Regions from separate parts of the Sus scrofa genome. Here regions 1 and 3 are each linked to region 2. The links are chromatin contacts, called in public Hi-C and HiChIP or PLAC-seq maps. All regions are on one chromosome and are shown on one strand. The core of a region is the stretch at or near the end of the contact, and the rest is flanking DNA. Distances in the headings are between cores, read along the strand shown.

Region 1 (2,887 bases), core at 131-2,630, 130 kb after region 2:
GTCTCCAGACACTGTCGTGTGTCCCTGTTAGAAAACCACTGTGTTTGACAACTGTATTTTGGTCACGTAGGTATGCCCATAGCCTTAGAAAATGTTAAAATATTCATGTGTTTAGAAAGACGATTTATTTATTTATTTATTTATTTATTTTATTTTCCCACTGTATAGCAAGGGGGTCAGGTTATCCTTACATGTATACATTGCAATTACAGTTTTTCCCCCACCCTTTCTTCTGTTGCAACATGAGTATCTAGACATAGTTCTCAATGCTATTCAGCAGGATCTCCTTGTAAATCTATTCTAGGTTGTGTCTGATAAGCCCAAGCTCCCGATCCCTCCCACTCCCTCCCCCTCCCGTCAGAAGAAAGATGATTTATTTAAATAAGCTTACCTAAAAGTGAAGCTATTCATCCTGCATAGTCAGCTGCATTAGTTTTCTGGGGCAACTGCAACGAAGTACCACAGACCCGGTGGCTTAAAGAACAAAAATTTATTTTTTCACAGTTCCGTAGGCTACAAATCTGAGATCAAGGTGTCAGCAGTGTTGGTTTCTTTTGAGGTCTCTCTCCTGGGCTTATAGGTAGCTGCCCACCTTGGTCACAGGTCTTCCCCTCTATGCCTGTGTCTAATCTCTATATATAAAGACACCAGTTAAAGGGCCTGCCTTAACTATCTCATTTCGATGAAATGATCTCTTTCAAGACCCTATCTCTAAATACAGTCACATGCTCTGAGGTATTGGAGGTTATGAATTCAACATAACAGATTTTAAGAGGATAAAATTCAGCTCCTAACACTGAGTTTGTCTTCTCCCCTCCCTTCCTCCCTATGTGTATTGATCACCTACTATGTGCCACACATTCTGCTAAATTCTGGTAATGGTAAGCAGTAGATGTTCTTTATTATTAGAGTAATAAGGTTTACAGTGAAGTAGGGAGGACAGATATTTATAACAATAACAAATGTACGCAAATATTACACTTTGGTAACGGGTATGATAGGAAAGCCGAGCCCTTCCTCTCAGACTCCCAACCAGACTGAGCGGATCAAAAGGCCCCTTTAAAACTGAGCTATGAGACTGCAGTTAATGAAACAGCAGCTCAAACCCAGACTCGCCGGCTTGCCACAAAGCAGCAGAAGTCTGGGGTCAGCCAGCAGCGGGCGCTACCTAAACCCGCCTTTACTGTGACGCCTGGGTCCCGCCCACTCCCTCCCAGATTCTGCTTTCACTCTGCTCACCGCCCCGCCCCTGTGAGCTAAATGCCGTGGAAGCTCCGGGAGCGCGTCTCCCTCCGCTCTAACAATAGGCATCAGTCAGCCACGCCTGCGCCGTAGGGCCTGGGGAGGTGGGCGGGCCCAGTTGGCGTTGGGAGGCGGGGAAAAGCGACGCAAGCAGCCGCGACGCCATTTGCTGCGGCCGAGCGTGGGCGCAGGCGGGTCTCGGAAGAACTCGGTCGCGAGACTCTCCCGCGCACGCGACCCGGTCTCCCGCGCCTGCCTGCTGCTGCGCTGTCCCACCCGTCGCCCCCCGGAGGAGTCGCCAACACCTCCCCGATAGGAGTCAGCGAGGTCGCGAGGCCGCAGTCACCGCCATGCCCAAGAATAAAGGTAATGCCGCCTGGACCCCGGGAGCACGACTCCGCTCGGCTCGGTCTCCACGGCTCTGCCCCCGGCCTCCGGGTCGCCTAGGCCGCCGTGACCTTCCTCTCCGCCCTGCGTGCACGCAGCTGGTTGATCCGGACGCGATTCTGGGCTCTGGATAGGAGCTGGGAAGTTACTCCTGCCCTCCAGTTTGGTCACATTGGGGTGGAGCCGACGCCATTTTTGTAGGGCCTCCTGCGGGAGAACGTGTGCTTTTGCTCCGGATTGGCGCCACACTGACCCTGGCACTAAAAAGAGCTGTGGGGAGAGCCCCCACGGGCGGCCTGGGCTTCTCTGACGGGCGCTTCTGGCCTTTCCGGCAGTTCTTAACTTTGAGAGGGTGATGCCTGCTTTAAGTGGCCATCAGGTACGCCAGCATGGGTGTCTTTATGAACAGTTGTTGGGTATTATTGAGACTACTCCCTCTCCCTTGTAAATAGTGGACGAAACCTTGATTCATTAAGGTTCATCCCTAAAGATTTACTCTTCTCCATCCTTTTACGCGGTTTAACGCCCCCCCCCCCAAGAACACTTGTTCCATATTTAGCCAAGTTTTCTCCTTTTGCTCTAGATCAGTATATGTTGGGATGGGAGTAAAGACCTTTAAGTTCCTTCCATTCTTAGGCTAAACATTCAGAAATGCTCAGATTTGAGGATAAGTTTATTTGGAATTTCCAAAATGGAAGGCCTAATCTGGGTCAAAACAGAACAGTCCTAAAGAAATTGTCCTTTTAAGTATTCTTAGAATTTCTCAAAGGAAATTGTGGAAGTAGAAACAGGGAGAACATTGTAATTCCTACAGAAGTGTTGTCCTTCACAACCCACAAGTTTCCTTTGATTATTCATCTTTTTTTTTTTTTTTTATTATTATTTTCCCACTGTACAGCAAGGGGGTCAGGTCATCCTTAGATGTATACATTGCAGTTACAGTTTTTTCCCCCTGGTTATTCATCTTTGAGACCCCTGCCCTTGACCAGGCCTTCTCTGTTCTCTTTTCTACTTCACAGTTGGGTCCAGGGATTCTACCTCATTTCCTCTTTGTGGCTGTCACTACTCTTTTTATCCCTTGGGGCATTCGGTTGCAGTTGTGTGCAGGGTTCAGCGCAGTTCCCTCAGGACACTCCCCCACCTTGCTGCCCTCAGAAATCTTACTTTTCAGGGCCTTTTTAGCATGGACTTTACTGCTAATCTGGAAAACATTGGGGTGATAAAATAGTTTTTGAAGTCATGGTTTTCCTGTAACCTA
Region 2 (2,704 bases), core at 144-2,643:
TAGAAATTTCTGGACAAGTAAGCCATGTATGTAAGTGTACATTTTATAGTAACCACATTAAAATAAAAAGAAACAGGAAATTAATTTTAGCAACGTATTTTATTTAACTCAATACATTGAAAATATCATTTCAATTTGTAGTCATTACAAAAATTACTAATAAGATACTTTACATTTTTTGGGGGTACTAAGTCTTTAAAATCTGGTGTGAATATTACACTTACAGCGTGTCTCAATAGCGACCAGCCAACTTTCACTGATCAAGAATCACTGTGTGGCTAGGGGCTAACATATTAGCTTGCACAGGTGATCTCTAGAGGCAGCTATTCTTTAAAGAACTAAGAATTTTCATTTCTTAAACAGGAAAAAAAAAAAAAGTAATCCTGCCCAGGGTAAAATCACCTTCTACATTCAAATAAATCTTTTGGTTGTCACCTAAGAAAAATCCCCCAGATTTCCCCAAATTCTCTCAGCCAGAAAGAGTGGCTGCACTGCTCTTGGATTTAATAAATGAATGAAATAAATTTTAAAAATATTGTTAACCAAAAGGAAAAAAAAAATCACTTTCTTTTCTTTTCGGCCAAAAGGAAGGAGAATAGTGTTTTCCCCAAATCAATTCACAAATACTTATCAAGTTGATTTTATCTGCAAGACAGCTGTGCTACTGGTAGTTTGGCCCATTATTAAGTTACTTTAATGCTTAATTCCTGCAATATGACCACTGTTCACATTACTTTTACAGATCAACTCACTGTTTTAAGTTATTTCTCTAGTTTTCAAGATAAAAAGAAATGAATAAAAGTTGATACTGAAATCAGCTTTTCAATATACAATTTGATTTACTTAAAAAAGGTTAGTTCACTCTTTGAGTGGAGTAATTAACGCTGGGCGGTGTTAGACACATAATAACTCTCTTTTCAACTATGTATGTTTTACTAAAGAAAGAATGTTAATTGGAATAATTGAGCATTGTTGGGGGGGTAACTTACCTTAAACTAACGAAATTGACCAACTTCTTTTCGCTGTAAGGAATGGTAATGTGGCTTTGCAATATAAATGTAAGATAAATGAGGCACTTTGTACATAAATGCAAAACAATACACAACTCCCTATCTTTTCCAACTTTGGCAAGCTGGTTTCACCGTCAAGAATTACAAAGACGGTGGCTGCCAAATTAGCTGAGTTTTGGGTCCAGATTGGATTTGCAGCACTTGAATCAGCATGTTGGGGGAGGTGACAGAATCACGAGCTCAGTCCTCCCCACCCCCACCCCACAGACCACGCTGAGCCTGCCCAGATGTTGCTCAACCCTGAGCTGTCCCCCTGAGTCCAAGGCTGCGGGAGAGGGCGCGCAGCGAGTATTTCCGGCCGCCTCCTCGGGCCGCCTGAACAGATGAAGCCTCTTCAGGTGGCCACGAGGCTCCCGGGCCTCCCGAGCCTGTGCCCAGGGGCGTGCCCGCAAAGGCAGGAGAAAGAGCCTAACACCTGGCTCTCTCTGGCCAGCGGGAAACCTTGCTCCGCCCGCGCAGACTGGCCGGCTAGGTGTGGAGCTCTAATCTCGTCCTCACACCTGCGTTAGGGAGGAAGGCGAGGGCTCTCCAGGTGTGTGGGTCCTGGGAGGATGAAAGAAAGCTGTTAAAAGGCGTGCACCGGGAGCGCAGCGGGGGACGCGCTGTGGTCGCGGGGCGTGGGAGGCTCGGGACGCCTGGGCCGAGGCCTGAGGGGATGGAGGCATTGGCCGGCCTGGAGGTTTCCCTTTACTTTTTTTCCGTCTCCTTGTAAGGCGGTTAGCCAATGGCTGCAGTAGCTTTCCACTCAGCCCGGCGACTTTTGTACATTTCTCCCCTGGCGCACTGAGCTCGCCACGGCACCTGGCGCGGGAAACAAGGGGTCGAACCTCCCCTCCCGCCCGAGCCACTCCAGTCGCCCAGGCCTCTTCCCTTGAGCTCTCCCTGTCCTCCTGCGCTCCGTCGCCGTCTGGGGCTTGGGTTTCCTTAACCTGGGGCTTCCCTATCTCGGGCAGGAGGAGTTAGAACCCCTCCCTCTCTCCCCTCCTCCACCCACCGCCAACCTGATTTTTAATCTAATCTTTTATTTAAAGTCAACAGAAGAGCAGGAACCCCGGGCTCCTGCCAACAAGATATTTTAAAATAATTCCCCGACCTCTGCCGAGAGGGGCAGCCTTAAAGAACCTCCTTGTTTTCTCCTTCATGAAGATTTAAGCAACGGGGAACGGGGGTGGGGGTGCGCTTCGAGGGTAGAGCCTGAAGCCCGAGGGTTCTGCGGCCTTGGAGGGGGAGGTGTCGACTCATGCAAGACCAACTAACTCCAAATATTAAAAATATAACACAAGAGCGTCAACTTGGAGAGCCTTGAATCAAAGGGAGAGCCGAACCCTCAGGCGACTACCAGGGCACGATGCCTTCAGTCTCCCAGTCCTGGGGGAGGGGGGGCGGGATGGTGAAGGGGCAGGTGAATGCCCATCGAATGACCCTGGAGAGGGCGGGTTCTGGGTCTTTACGGCATACGTCCATAGCCTTGGCGCGCCCACATGCACCCACGGAATAATCAGGACGAAAAGACAACCCCGTGCCCCCTCCCCGAGTCCTTGCGCCTCGCCCATCTCCTCCCTAGTTGGGCGGGGACCACTGTTCTCTACATCCCCGAGGAGCCTTCGATCTGCTAGGACGCAGGGCGCTTAGAA
Region 3 (2,700 bases), core at 35-2,534, 90 kb before region 2:
TCTAGGCTTTATTAGCATAATGTCGGCATTTTAAGAGAGATGAGTTTGTCGTGATTTTAGCAAAAAAGAACACGTTTTTCCTAAGGTTTATGTTGTGACTTGGTCCACACGGTGTTCAAGCCCAGCATGTCCGCGAATATAATCCCACCCACAACCTTTCTGGGGAATGTAATTCACTCCTCCTCGCCCTTGCAGCCGGGAAAGATTTCAGAGTATCCTTTTACACTTATGTGGAACTGCCTACCGAGATATTTTTATCGTATCCTCAAAACCACTCATCTCCTTTTCATTTGCCTTTTATACTTGTAATAGCTTCGACTCTTTCCTCTTTCTGAAAACAAGGAAGTTCCCTTGATATTTGTGTATTTATTTTGCTAGGAAACAAATTGGAATTAAGCCCACGTTTCTATTCAGTGTCAATAGACCTCAGAGAGAGACCAGTTTCCCCCTCGGTTCAGGCCTCTTGGTCAAATTTACTCAGCTTCTCGATCAGCGATCCATCCCCGTCACCAGCACTGGGCTTCTCCGGAGAATAAATAACCTCGGCCGGGAGCTGCGTGACTAATCGTGTTTGCCCAGCCCTCACCATTCCCTCATTAAACAGCTTTTAAAATTCAACTTCCTCTGTCTACCCGTGAGTAACCAAAATACAAGGGGAGTCTCCATCCCAAACTCCAGCCTGAAACAGCGGCTTCCCCTTGGCCCCTTCCCCGGTCCGGTCCACACGGGCACACAGGCAGGATGATGTGCAACCTGGTGCAGGCAGCATTTGCCCAACTGGACAGACCCCCTTGGGTCTGTCCCCATAAGGAGTATCTACAGTCAAATGCAAGCCCTCAACCAGCCAGTATGGAGCAAAGTGAAGGAGTTTTATGCTTGCAAAAATGATGAGATGAGGCACCTAGAGACAGAAAACAGAATGCTGGTTGCCAGGGGCCGGGGGCAAAGGGGACCCGGGAGTTCCGGTGCAAGGGGGACAGAGTTTCAGCTTGGGAAGATGAAAACGTTCTGGAGATGGATGCTAGTGGCGGCTGCATAGCCATGCGAGTGTACTTTATGCCACAAAACTGTGCACTTAAAAGTGGTTAAAATGGTAAATATTTGTGAGGTAGATTGGACAACATTTTTTTTTTTGATCAACCAAGTCGATAGGAGGTAAAAAAAAAAAAAAAAAAAAAAAAAGGAAAAAACAGCCTCATTTCACTCCTGTAATCCAAACCCTCTTATCTAGATGCTGCCTCTTCACATTCCAGATGGGTGAGCTCTTAGATTTTCAGAGTTCCACACCAGGTCACCTGGTGAAAGGGAGCTGTGAGGAAAGGGAGAGAAGGAAGAGTTCGATGCCCACGCCACCCGTGAGACCCTGAAAGGCCACTGCACAGAAAGTGCACTTGGGCTCCAAAATTCCCGCAGGCTCACTTTCCCACCCTAGGCTTCCCGAGTCCTTCTTAGGCAGCTGGCCTTGGTCCTTTCCTTCACCTTGTTTCAGGGTGAGCACCTCCCGCCCCACCTTCAACAGAGTTGATTCTCTTTGCCCACCAGCTTCACAGACACCGCCACCCTGAGTGAAGCTCATAGTTTTCCCCCTCGGCCCGTCCAGCCCCTTGGGGTCCCGTCCCTAGTGTGCCCTCCCTGAGCCCAAATAGCAGGGAAGCGGATGGGACAGGAAAATAGCACTGGGCATTCAAGTCTGCGTTTTTCTGAGCCTTCGCCCCAATTCCTAAGTAAAATTCCTAAAGTAAAAAATGGAATTTTTGCTGGAAGAATTTTTAAGTCAAGCAAATCTGCCACATTCCTTAAACGACAGCTGCGGTAAGTACAGCTACTGTGTTGTTATGCAACATTCAGCCAATATTGGCAAAACCGAGCACATGGATAAAACATGAAATGCTTTCCCTGTTTTCCATGTTTTGCCACAAAATTCTGTTCAGAAAAGTCTGTGACTCTTCACTGTCTGTCATTTCTGTGGGCTCCTCCGGAAATTTAGAAAGTGCCCTTCCAGTTAAAGCTCCTGCCCAGGGTAATGGAAGTAACCTCTCTGGCCTTAGGTAACACATTCCTTTCTTACCTGAATTAATGTGTACCTACATATGCTAAAGCAGCAACAATTCCTATTTTTATTTTGCACTTTCATGGGGTGATATACAGGACTGAGGATTTTTGAATCCTAATTGCTGAGACAGCGAAGACCCACTAGTCTGTTATAAAGACCAAATTCTTCCCTTCCGTCAACATTTGACAGCTTCCCTGCTCTGTGGAAACAGTATTGATAACACTTCTCAGTATTTGCCATCTGTGTAGGTGTAACATTGGTGGAAATTAAGAGTAAGGTGTTAAAGGGAACTAAAAAAACAAATTTTGAACCCGAAATGGCAGTTTATGCCATTGAAATCTGATATGTCAAAAAAGAGAGAAAGCGCTCCGAAATCTATTCGTACTATCGCAAGCATAGCTCTTACTTAGGCTTTCCTCGGCAGTTAGTAAAACAAACTGTTTTGTTTCTAAGAAATCGATTTGGAAAATATTTAGCACACCTCCTTCCTTCTGGTGAAAGAAAAACTAGTAATGAGAGTTGAAAAGATTTGTCAGATTAAAAACAAAATATCTACAATGCCAAGCCAAAATATTTTCCAAAGCCAGGTTCTAAAAAGTGAACTGCATCTTTCAAAATCCCCAAGGATGATTCCAGATTGAATTTCA

The links. A called contact is a pair of places that touch in the nucleus more often than the background predicts. HiChIP or PLAC-seq counts read pairs in DNA pulled down with a chosen protein or histone mark.
Region 1: a Hi-C map of skeletal muscle shows a contact between it and region 2, with 4 times the contacts expected there. The contact joins the promoter of EIF1AX here to the promoter of RPS6KA3 in region 2. A contact is called at or near these places in 1 of 5 promoter capture datasets (liver), 4 of 47 Hi-C or Micro-C datasets (heart right ventricle, retroperitoneal adipose tissue and skeletal muscle) and 1 of 2 datasets of contacts at active chromatin or transcription factors (alveolar macrophages).
Region 3: an H3K27ac HiChIP or PLAC-seq map of alveolar macrophages shows a contact between it and region 2. The contact joins the enhancer-like site here to the promoter of RPS6KA3 in region 2. A contact is called at or near these places in 2 of 5 promoter capture datasets (fetal liver and liver), 4 of 47 Hi-C or Micro-C datasets (alveolar macrophages, psoas muscle and skeletal muscle) and 2 of 2 datasets of contacts at active chromatin or transcription factors (alveolar macrophages and skeletal muscle).

What each region holds. Positions count from the first base shown.
Region 1 is chrX:16,448,074-16,450,960 of Sscrofa11.1, reverse strand. It overlaps EIF1AX (eukaryotic translation initiation factor 1A, X-linked), which reads left to right and starts at 1,380. Exons shown (of 7, transcript NM_001243218.1): 1 at 1,380-1,608. The coding sequence starts at 1,593.
Region 2 is chrX:16,575,543-16,578,246 of Sscrofa11.1, reverse strand. RPS6KA3 (ribosomal protein S6 kinase alpha-3) reads left to right here and starts at 1,393. Exons shown (of 24, transcript XM_021080348.1): 1 at 1,393-1,602.
Region 3 is chrX:16,665,870-16,668,569 of Sscrofa11.1, reverse strand. No RefSeq gene overlaps it. Among named protein-coding and RNA genes, the nearest start is that of RPS6KA3, 90 kb to the right of the region's middle. Within about 2 kb of position 1,284, at least 5 of the 83 cell types and tissues checked have an H3K27ac peak or open chromatin away from gene starts, as enhancers often do. A contact at or near this core is called in alveolar macrophages, fetal liver and skeletal muscle, where this site is marked.